Linked DNA regions of Mus musculus: all the other regions are linked to region 4. A link is a contact called in public HiChIP or PLAC-seq and promoter capture Hi-C data. All regions are on one chromosome and are shown on one strand. Each heading gives the region's core, a stretch centred on a gene start, on an enhancer-like site or on the middle of the called end of the contact. The rest is flanking DNA. Distances are from core to core; before and after follow the strand shown. Region 1 holds the start of Ggnbp1 (gametogenetin binding protein 1). Region 2 holds the start of Bnip1 (BCL2/adenovirus E1B interacting protein 1). Region 3 holds the start of Rpl10a (ribosomal protein L10A). Region 4 holds the start of Pacsin1 (protein kinase C and casein kinase substrate in neurons 1). Region 5 holds the start of Zfp523 (zinc finger protein 523). Region 6 holds the start of Uqcc2 (ubiquinol-cytochrome c reductase complex assembly factor 2).

The links. Promoter capture Hi-C pulls out the DNA fragments that hold promoters and counts their contacts. HiChIP or PLAC-seq counts read pairs in DNA pulled down with a chosen protein or histone mark.
Region 1: a promoter capture Hi-C map of liver shows a contact between it and region 4, with 3 times the contacts expected there. The contact joins the promoter of Ggnbp1 here to the promoter of Pacsin1 in region 4. A contact is called at or near these places in 2 of 39 promoter capture datasets (hippocampal neurons and liver), 1 of 484 Hi-C or Micro-C datasets (cerebellum) and 1 of 115 datasets of contacts at active chromatin or transcription factors (pancreatic cancer cells).
Region 2: an HNF4G HiChIP or PLAC-seq map of pancreatic cancer cells shows a contact between it and region 4. The contact joins the promoter of Bnip1 here to the promoter of Pacsin1 in region 4. A contact is called at or near these places in 2 of 39 promoter capture datasets (liver and pre-B cells) and 1 of 115 datasets of contacts at active chromatin or transcription factors (pancreatic cancer cells).
Region 3: a contact with region 4 is called in an HNF4G HiChIP or PLAC-seq map of pancreatic cancer cells. The contact joins the promoter of Rpl10a here to the promoter of Pacsin1 in region 4. A contact is called at or near these places in 2 of 115 datasets of contacts at active chromatin or transcription factors (large pre-B cells and pancreatic cancer cells).
Region 5: a contact with region 4 is called in a promoter capture Hi-C map of embryonic stem cells, with 4 times the contacts expected there. The contact joins the promoter of Zfp523 here to the promoter of Pacsin1 in region 4. A contact is called at or near these places in 10 of 39 promoter capture datasets (3T3-L1-derived adipocytes, the C10 cell line, HPC-7-derived erythroid cells and 5 more), 1 of 15 datasets of contacts at CTCF or cohesin (embryonic stem cells), 11 of 484 Hi-C or Micro-C datasets (B cells, the Ba/F3 cell line, CD4 T cells and 6 more), 2 of 115 datasets of contacts at active chromatin or transcription factors (craniofacial prominence and pancreatic cancer cells) and 1 of 9 other capture datasets (embryonic stem cells).
Region 6: a contact with region 4 is called in a promoter capture Hi-C map of second pharyngeal arch cranial neural crest. The contact joins the promoter of Uqcc2 here to the promoter of Pacsin1 in region 4. A contact is called at or near these places in 6 of 39 promoter capture datasets (the SN4741 cell line, cranial neural crest, hippocampal neurons and 3 more), 2 of 115 datasets of contacts at active chromatin or transcription factors (large pre-B cells and pancreatic cancer cells) and 2 of 9 other capture datasets (liver and macrophages).

What each region holds. Positions count from the first base shown.
Region 1 is chr17:27,027,857-27,030,692 of GRCm38.p6, forward strand. Ggnbp1 (gametogenetin binding protein 1) reads left to right here and starts at 1,403. Exons shown (of 6, transcript NM_027544.2): 1 at 1,403-2,090; 2 at 2,820-2,836. The coding sequence starts at 1,603. It overlaps Bak1 (BCL2-antagonist/killer 1), which reads right to left and starts at 771. Exons shown (of 6, transcript NM_007523.3): 1 at 555-771.
Region 2 is chr17:26,779,733-26,782,532 of GRCm38.p6, forward strand. It overlaps Bnip1 (BCL2/adenovirus E1B interacting protein 1), which reads left to right and starts at 1,347. Exons shown (of 6, transcript NM_172149.5): 1 at 1,347-1,444. The coding sequence starts at 1,361.
Region 3 is chr17:28,327,219-28,329,918 of GRCm38.p6, forward strand. It overlaps Rpl10a (ribosomal protein L10A), which reads left to right and starts at 1,253. Exons shown (of 6, transcript NM_011287.2): 1 at 1,253-1,400; 2 at 1,593-1,667; 3 at 1,749-1,829; 4 at 2,156-2,304. The coding sequence starts at 1,396.
Region 4 is chr17:27,654,260-27,656,959 of GRCm38.p6, forward strand. It overlaps Pacsin1 (protein kinase C and casein kinase substrate in neurons 1), which reads left to right and starts at 1,332. Exons shown (of 10, transcript NM_011861.3): 1 at 1,332-1,500.
Region 5 is chr17:28,175,932-28,178,762 of GRCm38.p6, forward strand. Zfp523 (zinc finger protein 523) reads left to right here and starts at 1,265. Exons shown (of 14, transcript NM_001357995.1): 1 at 1,265-1,594.
Region 6 is chr17:27,132,579-27,135,359 of GRCm38.p6, forward strand. It overlaps Uqcc2 (ubiquinol-cytochrome c reductase complex assembly factor 2), which reads right to left and starts at 1,313. Exons shown (of 4, transcript NM_026063.2): 1 at 1,162-1,313. The coding sequence starts at 1,299.

The sequences.
Region 1 (2,836 bases), core at 153-2,652, 630 kb before region 4:
GGGGACGCTGACTTCATCCACATCTCTCTCTCTCAAAATAATAATAGTAATAATAACACCACCCTGGAGGCTTACTGTTAGAGAGCAGGAAGAGTCTCAGAAAAGCCCTCCACAGCCAGTGCTGCCCTGGCCCACCTGGCCCCCATCCAAGTCGCCTTGACTTCCCATTATGTCCACTGGCTGGGCCCAGGATGCATGTTCCTCACAACCGACCACTAGGCTGTACCTAGAATCATTCTGGGGGAGGACTGTCCGTGTCCTGGTACAGCAGGGAGTATCAACCGTATAATTTCTGTCTCTGTTCATGACCTTGACCCTCCCCTCCTTCCACATAAAAGTCCAGGGCCACCAGAACCGGGCAGGAAGGGGCGCTTCTGATGTATAGCCAGAGGCCCTGTGTGAACCATGCCTGCAGCTTCCCTTTCAGAACCTCCCAGGGAAGCCACATCAAGGCCTCCCTCCTCACCGGGTTGCCGATGGAGGTTTCTGCCCCACCCTGGGCCAGAATTGCCCAGGATTAGGACGGTGGGATTTGGCACTGGCTGCCCGTGTACCTGAATGACTCTGCTCCAGATGTGGGATGGCTCAGCCGTGCAAAGACGAAGACCCCGAAGGGCTTGCTGGCTGCTTCCAGGGGCCAAGGTTTCAGGCCTGACTGGCAGGAACTGGTATCAGTGGATTCATGGTGCTGGATGCCGCCTCGGGTTGCCTCTTGGCCCAGGAAACCTCGCGACTTTGTGACCATAGAGGAGGTCCCAGCTCCCGGCAATGACCAGCTCCCTCTAGAGGAAGTTCTCGGTGGCCGCCGGATGCAGGCGCTCAGGGAGGCTGCTGCTTAGGGGAAGGTCCTCGGCCGGGCTTGGAAGCAGCTACAGCCTCCCCTGCCTGCCCTGTCCCAGCCAAGGGGAAAAGCGTTCTGTTTTCTGCCTTTCCTGTCTCTGATTCCCGGGCCTCCTCTTCCATCTTCTCCCTCTAGTGAAAAGCAAACCACAGACAACAACAAAAACCAGGATGAGCTGACCTGCAGTCCCAGCGTTCAAGAGGCTGAAGCAGGAGGATCATGAAATAGAGGCCAGCCTGTGCTACTAACACCCTAAAAGAGAGGAGGAGGAGGGGGAAGGGGAGGAAGAAGAGGAGGAGGAGGGGCAGCTCAGAATTTGTGCTGTCCTAGATCCCTGCAGCCTGGCAGCTGCAGGGACTGATCTCAAACCCAGAGTAAACAGGAGTTTATGGATAGACAGGAGCATATGATGTCCTGTTCTCAGCGTGTGCACCCTCCTCCCCCCCCCCCCCGGCCGCCCTATCTGCCTTCAGCCAGGCTTCCACAGCCTGTGGGTGCTGTTGTGTTATGTCTCACCATCCCTCAATCTCCAGCCTTCCTCTGAGACCTGCTGAGCTGGACCCTGGCTAGCTCCCTCTACCCCTCTACCCGCTTTCCTTCCAGTAGACCCCCCCCCACCAGCCTCCAGTTATAGCCTCCCCCCACCCCCACCTCCTCTTTGCCTTCTAGAACTTCTGGAAGTTTCCAACTGGAGGTTTCTGCTAGCAGTTGGTCCTGGGCTGGCTGCCATGGCTTCTCCCTGAGTCGGGGTCCCACTCAGGATGGCAGCCCCGGCGCGGACCCCTCGGTCACGGATCTTAGGCTGCTCCTCCATGCTGCGCTTTCTCCGAAACCTGGTGGGGAGTAAGGGCGGTTCTAAGAGCACTAACAAGCCCCTGACCAGGAGCCAGCCCAGCTCCTCATGGGAGCAAGATGTTGTCTCCCCAATGATGGGCCACCAGGGAGGTCGTGGGAGGAAGGAGCCCCGGGCCAAGGTCCACTCTGCAGCTTCCTCTAATGGGAAGAGGGAGCCCCCGCCCAGGGTTCTCTCTGCAGCTCCCTCCAACCCGAGGCATGATGCCTTTGAGCTGGGCACTGGGGACTCAGGGTCCCAGACCCTCACCTCCAAGGATGTCCCGAAGCTAAGGGCCCAGGGTGTTGAGGTAACATCAGTTCCTCTCAGAGGAACCTGGGAGGTTCTGGAGCAGCTACCTGAGAAGAAAGGAGAGGAGGAGGAGCCAGTAGGGGAGGTCTCCGGGGCCTCAGACAGGTGAGGGGCTGGTGCTGCTGGTGCTAGGGCTGGTGGGGTAGCCTGATCTAGCTAGAACAGAAGGAGGATGCAGGCATGAGGGCCATGACTAGAAGCCCACAGCTGTAATGGGCTGGGGTAAGGGGTCCTGAATAGTGAAAGCCATGAGGGACAGTTAAGGGTCCCAAGGGAGGGAGGGTCAGCAAACAGGGCTGTGTGAGGAGTGGCTGGGAACTGAGGTGTGGCTTCAGAGTGGAGTACCGCCTGCCTAGCACGGTCCAGGCCTGGGTTTAGTCCCCAGCACAACAAAACACATTGGTGGCACACATCTTTCATCCCAGCACTCAGGAGGCAGAGGCAGGCAGATCTCTGCATTTGAGGCCAGCCTGGTCTACAGCTAGGGCCACACCGAGGGGTATCTTGTCTTGAAAAAACAAAGAACAACCAAAGAAAATATCCTAGAGGCTAGGAAGGGTGCACTAGAGTCTGGACAGAAGTACGCTGAAGTAGGCTCTGCTCCAGCCTGTACCCCTACTTTCCTGCCTGGCTTTCTCTCCCACTGGTCTTAGCAGCAGTTCCCTGTCTGGAAGGTGCCTAGCTCCCCACATCCTATGTCCCCCAGAGGTGGTAGGGAAACCCCTCTGTTAGCTATCCCAGGGAACAGAGCAGGTCCGTGGAGAGACTCAAGGTAGAGTCAGGCCACATTTGTGGGTGTCCCCTGACCCCACCTGACTGTGGCTTTGGGTTTAGGGAGCATTTTGGCCAGG
Region 2 (2,800 bases), core at 97-2,596, 870 kb before region 4:
ACCACACCCAGATAAAAAGGATATAGGAAAGCTTGTGTGGAGCTAAAATGCATGTCTAGTAGCTGCGGTGTTAATCAGTGCCTGTAATTCCAGCAGTTCTAGGTCATCCTTGGCTACATAGGTAGCTGGGAACCAGCTTGGGCTCTGTGAGACCCTGCCTCAGAAAAGCAAAGAAAATACTTAGGGCCTTTCACCTGTCCCGTGTGTTCTGTCATCGTCCTCCACCCCCTCTTCCTTCCACTTCTATAGCCTAACAAATCAAGTGCAGCTGCTGGGCAGAAGCATTTCATAGAAAATGGCCGCACGTAGGGAAGTAACTCCCAGAGTGTTTCTTAACAGTACATGTATAGCAACTAGTGAGCACTGAGTTCAATGCTACATTATCAACACCTCATTCCATCCTCTAGGTGACCTAACTTAGGAGTGATGCTACTGAGGAAACTGATTACAAGCCTGGAATCCAGGCCTTTGATACTTGCAGCCAGCTACTGAGCACCTTTTAGGAAGTGGGTGGTACAGGGTGCTTTGGGACAGGTAGGCGTGGAGACTGGGGGCTGTGTGTGCAGTTTGAGAAAAACATTTTAAAAAGAGGGAACCCATATCCAAGACGACAGAGCCTGGAGAATCCCGGAGGGTGGGGGAAAAGTGTCCAGTGGTGTTGAGGGCTTAAGAAATAATAATTTTAAAAAACACTACCCTTCTTTGAGGTTTGCACTGACATTGTTTCTATCACACCACACAGTCAGAACTACTCCTATGAGATACTTGGAATCCAATTCTACACAAAGGGCAGGACCAGAGCCATAGAAATGTGTAAGGACAACAATGCAGGATCATGGTTGTACTAATGGAGGTGCCCCAGTGACCTGTATTTAAGTCTGCACCTTTACAAGTTTTGTGTCTTCCTCCATAATGCATACCTACTGTATACATTTTGCTTTAAATTTTAAAGAAAAAAAATGTAACTTTGGTGACATCCGAATTGATCCTTTTTTTTTTTCCATCCAAAAGGTCACTAGAATAGCGGGTTGTTGTTGTATCTCTAGTACTGGGAACAAACCTGAAGGCCATGTGGCATGCCAGCCTATCATCACCTGAGTTGTATTTTCCCCTCCCCCCCACCCCAACTCTAATGGTTCTTCATAATCACATTCCACTTTTCCGTTTAGTAGGAGCAGACCAGAGAAGCTGTGCGTGTTCTACGTGACAAGAAAAGTTTCAGGTCTGGACTCTTGACCTGGTTTGATCCACACGGGGTCTCCCGCAGCATCACATTTGAAGAAGTACGGAAAGGCGGGCAGGAGCCACGTGAACGCGTTCAAGCTTGGCTGCTGCCGCTCGCCGTAGCCGCATTTCCAACATGGCGGCTCCCCAGGATGTCCACGTCCGGATCTGTAACCAAGAGATTGTCAAATTCGACCTAGAGGTGAAGGCGCTTATCCAGGTACAAATTCTTAGGCTCCTGTCCGGCTCTCGATGGCCGCCTTGACATCTTCCAGAATATTCGCGCCTGGTCCGGTTCCAGGATGGCTCCTAAGGCACCATTCGGTCGGTTCCCCGAGATCACTGACCTTCAGGCTTTTCTTTTGTGAACTGTTGGTTTGCCCACCCCTGAGTTACCCTAACACGCCGCTCCCTTTCCTTGGACTGCAGCCGTGCTGGGCTAGCCCGCCCACCCGCATTCTCGGCTGTAGCCCCGCCCCACCCCTCGCCCTGCTCGCCTCCCACGCCCACTTCCCTAAGTTAGGGACCCTGAGGCACCCAAAGCCACCTGGCCCGACAGTCCCTGCCCGAAGCTAACTAAGTTAACCTGGGACGTGGTTGTAATTTTTTGAACAAAGAATTCAAATATTGTGCAAGATCCTGGGTCAGAAGGCAGGCAGTGCCAGTATTAGGACCTGGATGGGGAAAGCCAGCCTAGGAAAATCATTTTAGAGCTTCCCTACCCGGAAACAGACTGGAAAATGAGGCGCTTATCTGGAAGCAGGTCTTAAGTAGGAGACAGTAGTGCAGGAACACAAGCAAGAACAGGGAATGTAGAAATGGCTCCAGAGTTTGGCAAAAAGAACCCAACCGGCTCAGAATACAAGCTGTGACAGCAAATAAGGAAAGGGTAGGGGTGTGACTCCGCTGGTGAGGACTTTGCCCAGCACTGGGTTCGCCATCCCCAGTGCTGCATAAATGGGCTGTGCCTAGCTGTTGGGGTAAGCTTGGCTTTACTAGCCCCTATAAAAAGGAGCATGGAGAGTAGTGCTCTCTGGTAAGCCAGATGTACACTCTGCCACATTAGCAGTTTATCCTGTGCTGTGAGGAAGTGTTGATTTTGTGAGTAAGCTAGAGAACAGGTAAAGAAACGCCGCAAACTTTACTCCTGAGATGTGCAAACAAAAAAAATGGGCCAATTCTAGAAAAATAAACAAGATTTATACAAGTGAGATTACCAGAGGCTGGGGGTAAATTTAGCTCAGAGTAGAGTTAAAGTTTAGCCATGTGCAAGGCTCTAGTTTCAGTCCTCAGAATGCACATGTAAATACATATACATACATAACACAGAGTTGCTAGGGTAGTGGCTCTAGCACTTGGGAGGCATAAGCAGGACCATCATGCATTTGAGGCCAGCCTGTACTACATAGAGTCTTCAAAAAAACAAAACAAAAAAACCCTTATATCCAAAATTTGAAAAGTTGGGTTTTCATATTATATCATAATATAAAATTATGTAATAGCATCATAATACTTCATATTATCATAGTTTCCTGTTAGGTAGGCCTCTGGTGACATATGTGTTTTGGGTTCTTAT
Region 3 (2,700 bases), core at 3-2,502, 670 kb after region 4:
CTGAAAAGACACAGGGTGCCTGCTGCAGACCTGTGTGACATCTGTATTTCCACAGCACCTCACTCAAAAAATATTTAGCACACAGCTGGGCACGGTGGCACACACCTTTAATCCTGGAACTCAGGAGATCGAGGCAGGCAGATCTCTAATTTCAAGGCCAGCCTGGTTTACAGAGCGAATTCCAAGAGAGTCGGGGCTATGCCAAGAAACAAAAATTTGCCAAACTGATGTGACTGAATTAGCCTGAGAAAGTTCATGACAGCATCCTCCTACCTTAGCCCTGCAGTGGGTGGGGAACTGAGGTTTCTGGGTGCTTCTGAGTCCCTGTTCCAGGGAGGCAAGGAGGTCAGTCCAGTGAGAAGGTCTGGCTTTTGAGAACAAGCTGAATCTGACTACAGAAGCAAGGGGAACAATGTCTAAGAGACAGACGTCAGCCGCTCACCATGTTGATGGCCTTTAGAGTGTGGATGGCACTTGCAGCTTCAACCTGCCTGCTCTGCTCTGACCCTGTGGGAACCTGCTTCATCCTGCCTGCTGTTTGCTGTGTGTGTGCTCAGGCGAGATGAGCTATTCGTAGGTCTGCTCCCTGGAAATGGTGGGTGCTGGCTACATCTGTGATTTGTTCCCAGAGAGGGTGACATGCCTCCAAATGAGTCACTCCAGATCTGGAGGCTCCCTGCAAACGCTCCTTGACCCGGCGCCTCTCTATTAACTGCGAAGACCGGGGTCAAGTAACAAGAACGACTTTGTTTGAAATGCCAACTAATTGAGACAGGACAGGGGCATTTGTCCAAAGTCCACCTTGCCCGGAGGCTGAATCAGGGGCGGTTTATACAGATGGCCAGGATAGACTGGTGGGCGCCTCCTCCCAGGTGGAGGCTTAGGCTTAAGCCAGGCACATCTGATCCTAATCTAGTCACAAGGCGCTTTCCCGTTCTGCAGATCTCAGCAAGGGTCATTTCCTCAAGCTATTCCTGTCATCCATGCCTCTGCCCACATGCGGTGGCCGGACCATTGCACAATGCACGGCTAGAGGGGGCGGCTGCCCAGTGGCTCTGCGGGGCTCATCACCAAATTAGGCGATGACGGAGACCGGTTCTGCCGGGGACTGGAAGTCATGGGGCAGGCAGAAGATAGAAAGCAGGGAGAAATCCAATCCCAGGGCCCGGCTTCAGCCCTTGTCCCAATGCAGGACTGCCTGCTGCTCCTAGAGCGGTTCTCACGGTGCAGCCGCGTGGTGGCGCCCCCCCAGCGGCCGCAAACTGCAGCGCCTCTCCGGCTTGGCTGAGCGCGGAACGTGCCCGTAACGGGCAACTCTCGCGAGAACGCGGGCTCTATTTGAGCGCATGCGCAAAGCGCTCTGCCTTCTTTCCGGTTTCCGCGGCAGCCGCAGCCATGAGGTAAGTTGTTATCGTGGCGCTATCCGCCGCCATCCGTGCACCCACACGCCCGCGGACGCCCCGCGGCCCGTCTCGGAGGCTCTCCCGGCGACTGCCCCGCGTCGCGAGCCTTTCCCCAGCGTGCCGTGGGCCTGTCATCGGGCCCGGGGTGCAGCATGGCCGGCCCCGAACGCCTTCGCTTCTCCCCAACAGCAGCAAAGTCTCACGCGACACCCTGTACGAGGCGGTGCGGGAAGTCCTGCACGGGAACCAGCGCAAGCGCCGCAAGTGAGCGCGGGCCTCCCTCCCGGGGCAGGGCGAGCATCCCCGGCCATGGCGACCCTGGCTCACAGCTCCCCTCTCGCTCAGGTTTCTGGAGACGGTGGAGCTGCAGATCAGCCTGAAGAACTACGACCCTCAGAAGGACAAACGTTTCTCGGGCACCGTCAGGTTGGCACCGCTCTAACCCCACCCAGCCCTCAGTGTTCCCGTGTGGCCTGGCCGCGCCCTAGGCGGGCACGGGGACACTGACGTGCCAGGGTAGTTCAGGAGCCCTGCTGCAGGCAGGCAGGCTGGACGGACCCCCACCCTGGGTCTTAAAACAAGAGGGGAGGCGTGGGGAGGCCTCGGCCGAGCCCGCCGCCTAGCCTGAGAAGCCAGGCTAGTGTTGCCCAGAGCTCCGGGTAAGGCTTGCCGCTCCCTGCCATGCGTTCAGATCTAGCGGGATGGCCAGCGCCGACCATGACCTGTTCTGTTTTCTCCCCTCCCAAACGCAGGCTCAAGTCCACCCCACGCCCCAAGTTCTCGGTGTGCGTTCTGGGGGACCAGCAGCACTGTGATGAAGCCAAGGCCGTGGATATCCCCCACATGGACATCGAGGCGCTCAAGAAGCTTAACAAAAACAAGAAGTTGGTCAAGAAGCTGGGTAGGTGGGGCTCACTAGGGCTGAACACAACCCATGACCCCCTGCCCAGGAGTGGCAGCACACATTGGGCTTCACAACCAGTTAGAAAATGCCCCACAGGCTGGTCTGATACTCCCCTCTCGCCAGTGTGTGCAGTTGACTCATAGCCAGCTATTGGTTTGGGTTTCAAGTCTTTTCAGTTAACAACCTATCGAGGGAGGGGTCACAAGTGTCTCCCACGTGTTAGCCTCCATGGTAGCCCCTGTCTCCGCATACATTTTGGGAATAGTTATCCACTGTGAGCTAGGCAGTTGTCATGCCTGCTTTTATAGATAGAAGGTTTCTCCATCTGTCTTAAGATTTGGAGTAATACTGAGTCTTACTGATGTTGCCAGCCTGGGGTCTAAGGTTATCCTC
Region 4 (2,700 bases), core at 82-2,581:
CCCCACGTTTCAACCTTCCAAAGTCCCCTGAAGGCCTCTGATGACTCCGGGGCCTCTTCAGGAATCCTCCATGCATTCAGTGCCACACTGGGACTCCTGAGGAACCCGGTGTCCTGGGACAGCTTCGGGATTCTCAGCCTGTCCTGCATGCAGACGCTTGTATTGTTTAAGCCGATCTGATAAGCCCCTTCGTAAAGTAAGAGTCATCCATTCTATCCCTCGGTTCCCTGACTAATAATACTTGACTGTCTGGTCCTACCCTAGATGAGATGCTGCCTGGTGATGTCTTAGTGATGTCTTCTTCTATGCTCTAATAATATAGCTTGAGGACTAGAAAGATGGCTCAGCGGTTAAGAGCACTGACTGCTCTTCCGAAGGTCCTGAGTTCAAATCCCAGCAACCACATGATGGCTCACAACCATCATGCACCTATAACGGGATCTGATGCCTTCTTCTGGTGTATCTGAAGACAGCTACAGTGTACTTATACAAATAAATAAATCTTAAAAACAAAACAACAATATAGCTTGAAACTGTCCATGGAATTCTTAGCAAATGAACGAACACTGTATGCAGGCATTCCTCTGGGCTCCTGAACTGGTGAACTTCAGAGCTCACGGTTAGCCTCACCACCAGGGGTTCAGGAAGACTTCCTTCTTCGAACCCTGTGAACATCCAGGTCTCTCAAGGTAGGGAGGGGCAGAGGTGGGCAGTTTTCGCCTCCTGGTCTTCCTTCTCTGGTTTGTGTCACACTCTGGACACATTGAATGAATCCTCTGCTCTTCTGAGTCAGGCCCCACTCCCTGGGGCAACAGTCCGGCTCCTGGAAGCAGTTAGAATACAAGGCAGCAGCTGTGTGTCACCGTTTGGATCCCCAAGTCCCAGAGAACCTCCAAAAAGGCCTCCAGCTAGCTTTGCTGACAGCCAGCTGAGGTGAACTGGCCTGAGGATCCACACAGGCCTTCTTGGCAGAGCTGAGTGTGGGAGTGGGCCGTGGGATAGGGCAGAGGAGAGCATCCTTACTATTTGGCCAATCTTAAGTATCCTGTTCTCCATGAACCCGACACACACGGATAGGGAGGGGGTCATCACACCAGGGTTATACAGCAAACCCCTATCATGCGTGAACCCCCGCATGAGAAGCAGGTATTAGGAGCGCGCAGGAATCAAACACACCGAGCTGGGGAGCAGGCGGCCGGGCGGGCGCGGCCTCCGGGTACCGCGGTGCTGCCACCTGCGCAGCCACCGCGTCGCCATTGGCTCACGGAGAAGCCGCTCTAATCCGCGCCGCCTCCGCCCCCGCGCGGCGCTGCGCTCGGCGGAGTCTCTGACCTTCCTCCTTCCCGCAGCCCCAGAGAGACGCGCGGCGGTCGCGCCAGCCTTCTCCTCCTCCTTTTCCTCCTCCTCCCCCGGGAAGCCGGCCGGGCTTGAGGCTGGGCCGCCGCCGCCGCCCGCTTTGCCACCCGCCCCGCTGATGGTGTCCGGTGCTCCGGCGCCCAGGTAGGGGCTCTAGAGCGTGGAGAGAGCGCGGGTTTGGGGGTGGGGGTGGGGTAGTGTTGGGGGTTCGGGGAGTCCAGGGCTTCAGTGCGTGATGCAGATGCTCAGTATATGATGGCGTTGAATACAGCCGAGGGCAGGTATCTGGGGAGAGGTAGGCGCGCGCCCCCGGATGCTCTTGGCTTGACCCAGCCAGTGCCAGAATGACCCCTTGAGGATGCTAAGGGGGAGGCCTTTACCCTGGGGAAAGGGGAAGAAGCATGATCGTTGGGAAGCTGGGGCTGCCCCCCCCCCCCGGTGTTGTATGTTTTTCTGGGGCCAGCTGGGATGGGTGGGCCGATGCCAGCTTGGTGCGTATGTTATTTCTGGATCAGAGTGGGCTGGGGAGAAGCACAGGCGGCGATGTCTGGTTTAGATTACAGGTACTTCCTTCTTTGCTTCCGACCCCTCCCCCCACCAGCTGGGGGTGGGAGGTGGAAGGAAAGAGGAGGTGGCGATGCTGAGGGCCCCCGCAGATGCTGCAGAATCCTCTCTGCGCCAGCCACACCGCCTTCTCCCTCCACCAACCTCAGCCCATTTGGTCACGGTTGGGGCGCTCTCCCGGTTGTGTTCACCTTTGAGGAGGCTGTGGAAAGGTTAAAGGGTCATTAATGTGTCTGCGACACAGTGGCAAACCCCAGAGCTTGGCTAGACTCAGCTTCAAACCCCCGATTTTTAAGTTCCAGCCTTGCCCCCACCCCCACCTCCCCCAAGCACAGCTCTGCAGCCTGGGGGAACTTAAACATGAGGCACCTTCTTTTTCTAGGCACAACCAGAAATAGCCCATTGTCAGGGGCCCCAGCACAGCTGGGGTGCAGATTGCCAGTGGTCTGGGAAGCTCTGCCCGCAGCCTGGTTTTCTTATCAGATGTTTGCCCGTTACTCAGATCACTCTTTCTAAGCAGCTTCCTGACTCCCCAGGGGAGAGGTCACCTCTGGCCCCATGTTCTTGAACCCTGTCAACCCGGAGGTTACTTATGTCTGGCCTGTCCCCCTCTAGACCAAAGGGCCTTCAGGCTAAGAATCTGACTTGTCTCTGACATTGTCAGTGTCTGAGAAGGGCTCCTCACTGAAGAAATGTTTTCACTATGAACAAACGAACAAATGAACGAATGAATGAATGAATGAATGAATATGTAAACTTTGGGCAATAGCTACCAAGCTG
Region 5 (2,831 bases), core at 15-2,514, 520 kb after region 4:
TTTCTAACCAATAATCCGTGCTATAAAACCCTGGAAAGATCCCATGTGTGTCGTGCTAGGATGGCAGAGCTGGCTCTAACTGGGTATATACTAGGGCACCAGGTGGAAATTCCAGTACCACACTGGGACCTCGGGGTTAACATGCCCGTGCCAAGGCTCCTCCCCCTTCATCTTCTTATTTTTAATTGGAAGCTTATTTTCTCTCAATTTCTGAAAATATCCTGAACCACAATTCCTCCCTGCTTGGAAGAGAGATAATAAAAAGAACTTTTAAAGTTAGGTGTCAGGTGTAAAGATGAGGCAGGAGGATCACAAGTTCAAGGCCACCTTGGGATCCACAGTTTGAGTCCAAAAAAAGGACAAAACTATGGAAAAACAGAGAAGAAAGGGGGCACTTGGTTTTGTTCCTCACACTGCTACCCTATCAAGGGGACCTGTTGGTTTTGGGGAGCTGATGGAGGAATGAATGAACGCCCAAGAACCTGAGAAGACTCTCGGGGCGTTGTCCCTCAGGGGTCGACCATCAGAGTGTCATTTCTCAGGGAAGGCAGTAGAAGGAAGCAAGTGTTGTCAGGGAACCTTCCTTCAGAGAGAATCATCCCTCAGGAAGATGAGTCGAGCAGAGGGGAACGTCAGGGCCCTTCCTCAGGGGACAGGATGGGTGCACCATCCCTCATAAACACTCACGTTCCCCAGGGCATATGGGAAAAGCCAGTACTGCAGGGAGAATTGTCCCGCAGGAAGGACTGTCAGGGCTCCATCCTTCATAATGCTGTCCCCCCACCCCCACCCCTCGGGCATCTTCCCACAAAGTGCAGGAAGGATTGTCCCTCGGGGTGCAGTCCATGCAGAAGGACCATCTCTCACGGAGACTGTCCACAGGGAGGACCGTCCCTAAGTCCCTCAGGGTGCTGAGCCCCAGTTCACCTTCTGACAGAGCGGGAGAGAAGCGTCCCTTAGGGTGAAGTCCCAGGGGGAGGACCATCCAGCAGAGATGACTGTCGGGACGCCATCCCTTGGGGCGCCGTTGCACAGGGCGCTGGGAGGACTGTCCCTCGGAGTCCCATCCCCTCCAGGCGTCTGGTCACCGTCCTCTGCAGGAACCACCTAGAGATACCTGCAATGGCTTCCTCCCGAGCAGCCCACCGCCGCTCGATTTTTTCCCCCGTTGCTATGGCGACCGCGGCTTCCACCCGGCGTCGTGACGTCATCACGCCCTCCCCGGGCGCCCGGGCTGGCGAGGCCGCGTCACCCGGCGGCCAGCGGAGAGAAGAGCGAGGCGGAGCTCCGAGGCTCGCCTGAGGAGACTCGGCGGCCTGGGCTCCGGGGCCCGGGAACCGGGATAAGCAGGCCGGCCGCCGCGGCGGAGGGGGGCGGGCTGGAGCGTGGCCCCGCGCTGGTCATCCGGGTTCCGGGGCCCGGCGGAGGCCGCGCCGGGAGCGAGAGGGAAGTGCGGCCGCCCTGGAACCTGGATATCGCGCGAGGCAAGCCGCGCGCGGGCGGGCTATGGCGCAGGCGGGTTGCGGGGCCGGCGCTGGTGGCAGGGCCCGGTGCATGGTGGTCTGTCGGCGGAGTCGCCCTCGGGGGCTGTCAGGTTGGTGGCCGCGGGAAGAGTGGGTCCACCGTGCCCCGAGGCGGGAGGCTGGGCGAACGCGGGGCCCCGGGAAGGTCCGGAGCCCGTCGTGCCCACCCTCCTCGGTCCCTGGCCTGGCGGCTGGGCCTCCCTGGACGGCGGCCTGGCCCCACCCCCACCCAGGGTCCCTGCCCCTCCATCCCGCCCTGAGACTCCTCCCCCAGGACTCCCAAACCCCGCCCTCCTCCTCCTCCTTGACCCCATACACACACTCCTGACCCCCAGACCTCACAAGGCGACCCCCAATTCATTGAGTGCTAACCCCAGCCCTGCTTCTGGACCCTCCAGTCTCAGTGCTGATACAATCATTACATGGCTTCCAAGAGGCCCGTAGTCCCTAGTGACCCCCTAGACTACCCTCTGTGGGCACCCCTTAGTCCTCTCCTGGCTTCTGCAAACCAGACTCGGGCTGTTTCCCACCCACTCATCCACATAACTCGTGATCTTCGCCCCGTAACACCATGATCATCTCACCCTCCTGACATCCCTCTTTAACCCCCCCCCCCGCCCCCAGCCTCCAGTGTCAATCAGCACATACATAACTTATGCCCACTGCCATGCCACCGTTGTGGTGATCAAGAGTAAATGGAAATGAAGTATCATTTGAGGCAGGAAAGGATTCTAGATTGAGTGTGTGGTTCAAGTTCAAATTCTATCATGTTGAGCTTTGGAAACCTTGGTGGAGGTCCTTTCCTTACGGTGGACTTGAGTTTCTGATCAGAACTGTGATGAGATTGAGTTTGGTGATTCCCCAATGTTTCTTTCTATTAAAATTCTGCAATTCTTAGTCAAGACAAAAATAGCGAACTTTTTTCTACGCTGCCTCAGAAATGTAGTCCTTGTAACCTCACCCTCCCACCCCCACTCCCAACCTGGGTCTACTGGCTTTACCGAACAGTATTTCTTCATTCCTGTGATTGTCTACACTCTGCCCCCTCAATTGGACTCTATCAGTTTGTAAAGCCGTGCAGCACAGAGCTTCCCACTGAGTTGACATCATGAGCTTGGCCCTTCAGCTGGGGAACTTTTGGCAAAGCATTTAAAGCCTGAGGTAACAGGTGCAGAACATTCAGGACCCTTCTGCCTCACAGGAAACCTTTACCTTTATGGTAGAACAGTTGTTTTTAGTGAAGGTCTAACTACTGGGTGCTGGAGATGCCACAGACACCAAGCATATGGCCCACGCCAGTCACTACTG
Region 6 (2,781 bases), core at 63-2,562, 520 kb before region 4:
CTGTCTCCTGTGCCACTACCATTATCCAAACCACCACCGGCATCTCTCTCTTCCGGTGCTACCACGGCAGGCTCTCTGCAGCTCCTTGTTCCCCAATGCCAGAGCACCAGAGGAACCTTTGAAAATCAGGGCACGTCAGTCCCCTGACTAAATGTCCCCGGTGGCTTCTCCCTTGCTTCCTGGTAAGATCTGACCCCTAGTGCAGGTGGCTGGGCAGTTAAAAAGAACCTAGGTTTGATTCCTAGTACCCACATGGTGGCTCACAACCACTTCTAACTTCAGTTCCAGGGGATCCAATGCCCTCCTCTGGCCCCAGTGGGCACTGCATTAACAGGGTACAGAGACATATCTGTTGGTAAAAAAAAAAAAAAAAAAATCTGTATTGTGCCTGGCTCCTGCCTTCCTTCAGCTTCAAATCTTAGCTGTAGACATGCCACTCACTACCCGTAGGCTTGCTTTCTTTTCTGTAATATGTCAGTTTGGTTTCCTCTGAAGTGCCTGGCCACCCTTCCCGAAGTGCAGTCAGTGTTCACTGTCTCCCTGCCTCGAGACCGACCTATGTGTAACTTCCTCAGGCAAGCCTCAGGAACCCGACTAATGTTACATTTACCACGATCAGAGTACTCATTGGAACTGTCTTATGAGTCTATTTGTTCCTCGTGTCCTGAATAAGAATCCAAAGGCAAAAGGAGAAAGACCTCATCTAATTCACTGCGATTTCCCTGGAAACTAACCTAGTTCTATGCATGCACATGGCCGTGCTTGGTAAGGTAACCTAAACCTGAGTGGGGCGAGAAGGTCTACTACTCACACAAGGGACCTGTGTGGGAGACTCAGTTTCACAGTGACGGAAGGCAGTGAGGCTTAGCTGGAGGTGTCTGGGGATAGGCTGGGCTCGCAGACACATTAACGATGGTAAGGAAGAAACAACCCCGCCTTACAATTTGACTCTTTAGTGGCATCTGGACCTCAGGGCCGCTTCACTGACTACTACACTGTGCAGACAAGGAAGGAAACTGCGCAGAAGGCGTCGCACTCCGCAGCTAACTGCAAGATGGGTACCTCGCGCACGTGCAGCCTGGCAGCGGCCGACGCATGCGCAGATCCCCCACCCTTGCCGCCCATCGCTTCGACGTGCCCACCCTCCTCCCCTCCGGTCACCTGGGTGTTCTCTCCCTCCCGGAAGGCCTGCGCTACCCGCTGCCGCAGGTAAGCGCCCAAGTCCCGGCCCCGTTTGGTCTCGTCCACTGGCCATTCCTCACAGAGCTTAAGGAAACGCCGGTAGCGGAGAGCGGCCATCTTGGGCCCCGCTTGCCCCGCCCCTGGGGGGGAGTAGTCAAGACCGCAGAGGGCGCGTGCGCACTAAGGCGCACTGGCCTTCCCCGTGGACATGCGCAGTTCTACCAACGGCCCACACCCCTCCAGGCAGCGGCGCTGCTCACCTTTGAGAGCGAGGTCTGAGCTCTTCAGCTTCTTGGTTCTGGTACTCGCCCAGCTCCCAGGGGCAAAGCTAACGCGGTGTACCCTGGGGAAAGCTTTGCTCTTCGTTTTCAATGACTTCACAAGCTCGAGACTGAAAAAGCTTCCCCCGAGACCTCTGCTGTTTTGCATAAACGAAACATTTGCATGTAAATACAGGTTGTTATTGGATGGATATGTGTTTGATCTTAACGTCCGTCGTGTACACATACACACACACACACACACACACCGTCCGTCGTGTACACACACACACACACACACACACACACACACACACACACACACACACACACACAGCTGCCCCACTCACACTCATCACCCTGTACTTATCTCTACCACATGGACCTCTGATAGAGTTCTTTAGCTACATCTCCAGCCTCCCGGTCACATTGCTCACCACATGGAGCGGTTTCTTATGAAGAACCAAAAACATTGTTGCAGCCTGGAAATCTTTAAAACAATTTTTTTATAGTGTGTTTTCTTTATTCTAATATGTATGAGTGTTTACCTGCACCATGTACATGTGTCAGTTCTGGGGACCGAACCTGATTCTCTGTAAGAGCAATAAATGCTCTTAATAACTAATTTCTCTAGCTCTAAGAATGAGTGTTTTTATTATGGCAAAATTTAACATAATATATATATCACATGGGTATCATATGTGTGTGTGTGTGTGTGTGTGTGTGTGTGTGATTTTTCTTTTGAGAAAGAAGGTTTCTCTGTGCAGCCCCAGGTGTCCTGGAACTCACTCTGTAAATTAGTGCTCAATGAATGAATGAATGAACAAAGCCACATTCCAAACTAGGTCTGTCAGACCCTAATGTCTCTCAACATTCACAACCTAGGGAGCAATTCCTGGGGTGGGGGTGGGGCAGCTCACGGGACTGTCTGTCTGGCCAGCCCTTGCAGTGTAGCCGGTAGAGGAAGGGAGACCACAGAAGGAGGCAGTGGGCACGAACTTTCCCTGGCACCCTGGCACCTTTCTCAACCTCTTACCACACTTGTACCTCAGGTGGAAGGGAGAACCATTTGCTGCCATCAAGTTACTCCCCCTACAGCCCAAGACAGGGCAAGGGGTCTCGCCACCCCTGACTCCCAAGTTGGCTGTGGCCAGGCGAGTGCTCTTTAAAGCCATACCTGGGTGGGCCCTTGTGGCTTCCAGCCCACCCGGGGCCCTCAATGCCTGGAAGTAGGGAGTAAATGAACCTCAGGAAAGCCACCCAGCTTCATGGCTAACACAGCTAAGGTGAGGCTGTGTTGGGGCTTGGAACATAATGGGGTGATCAGGGAAATTTTCTA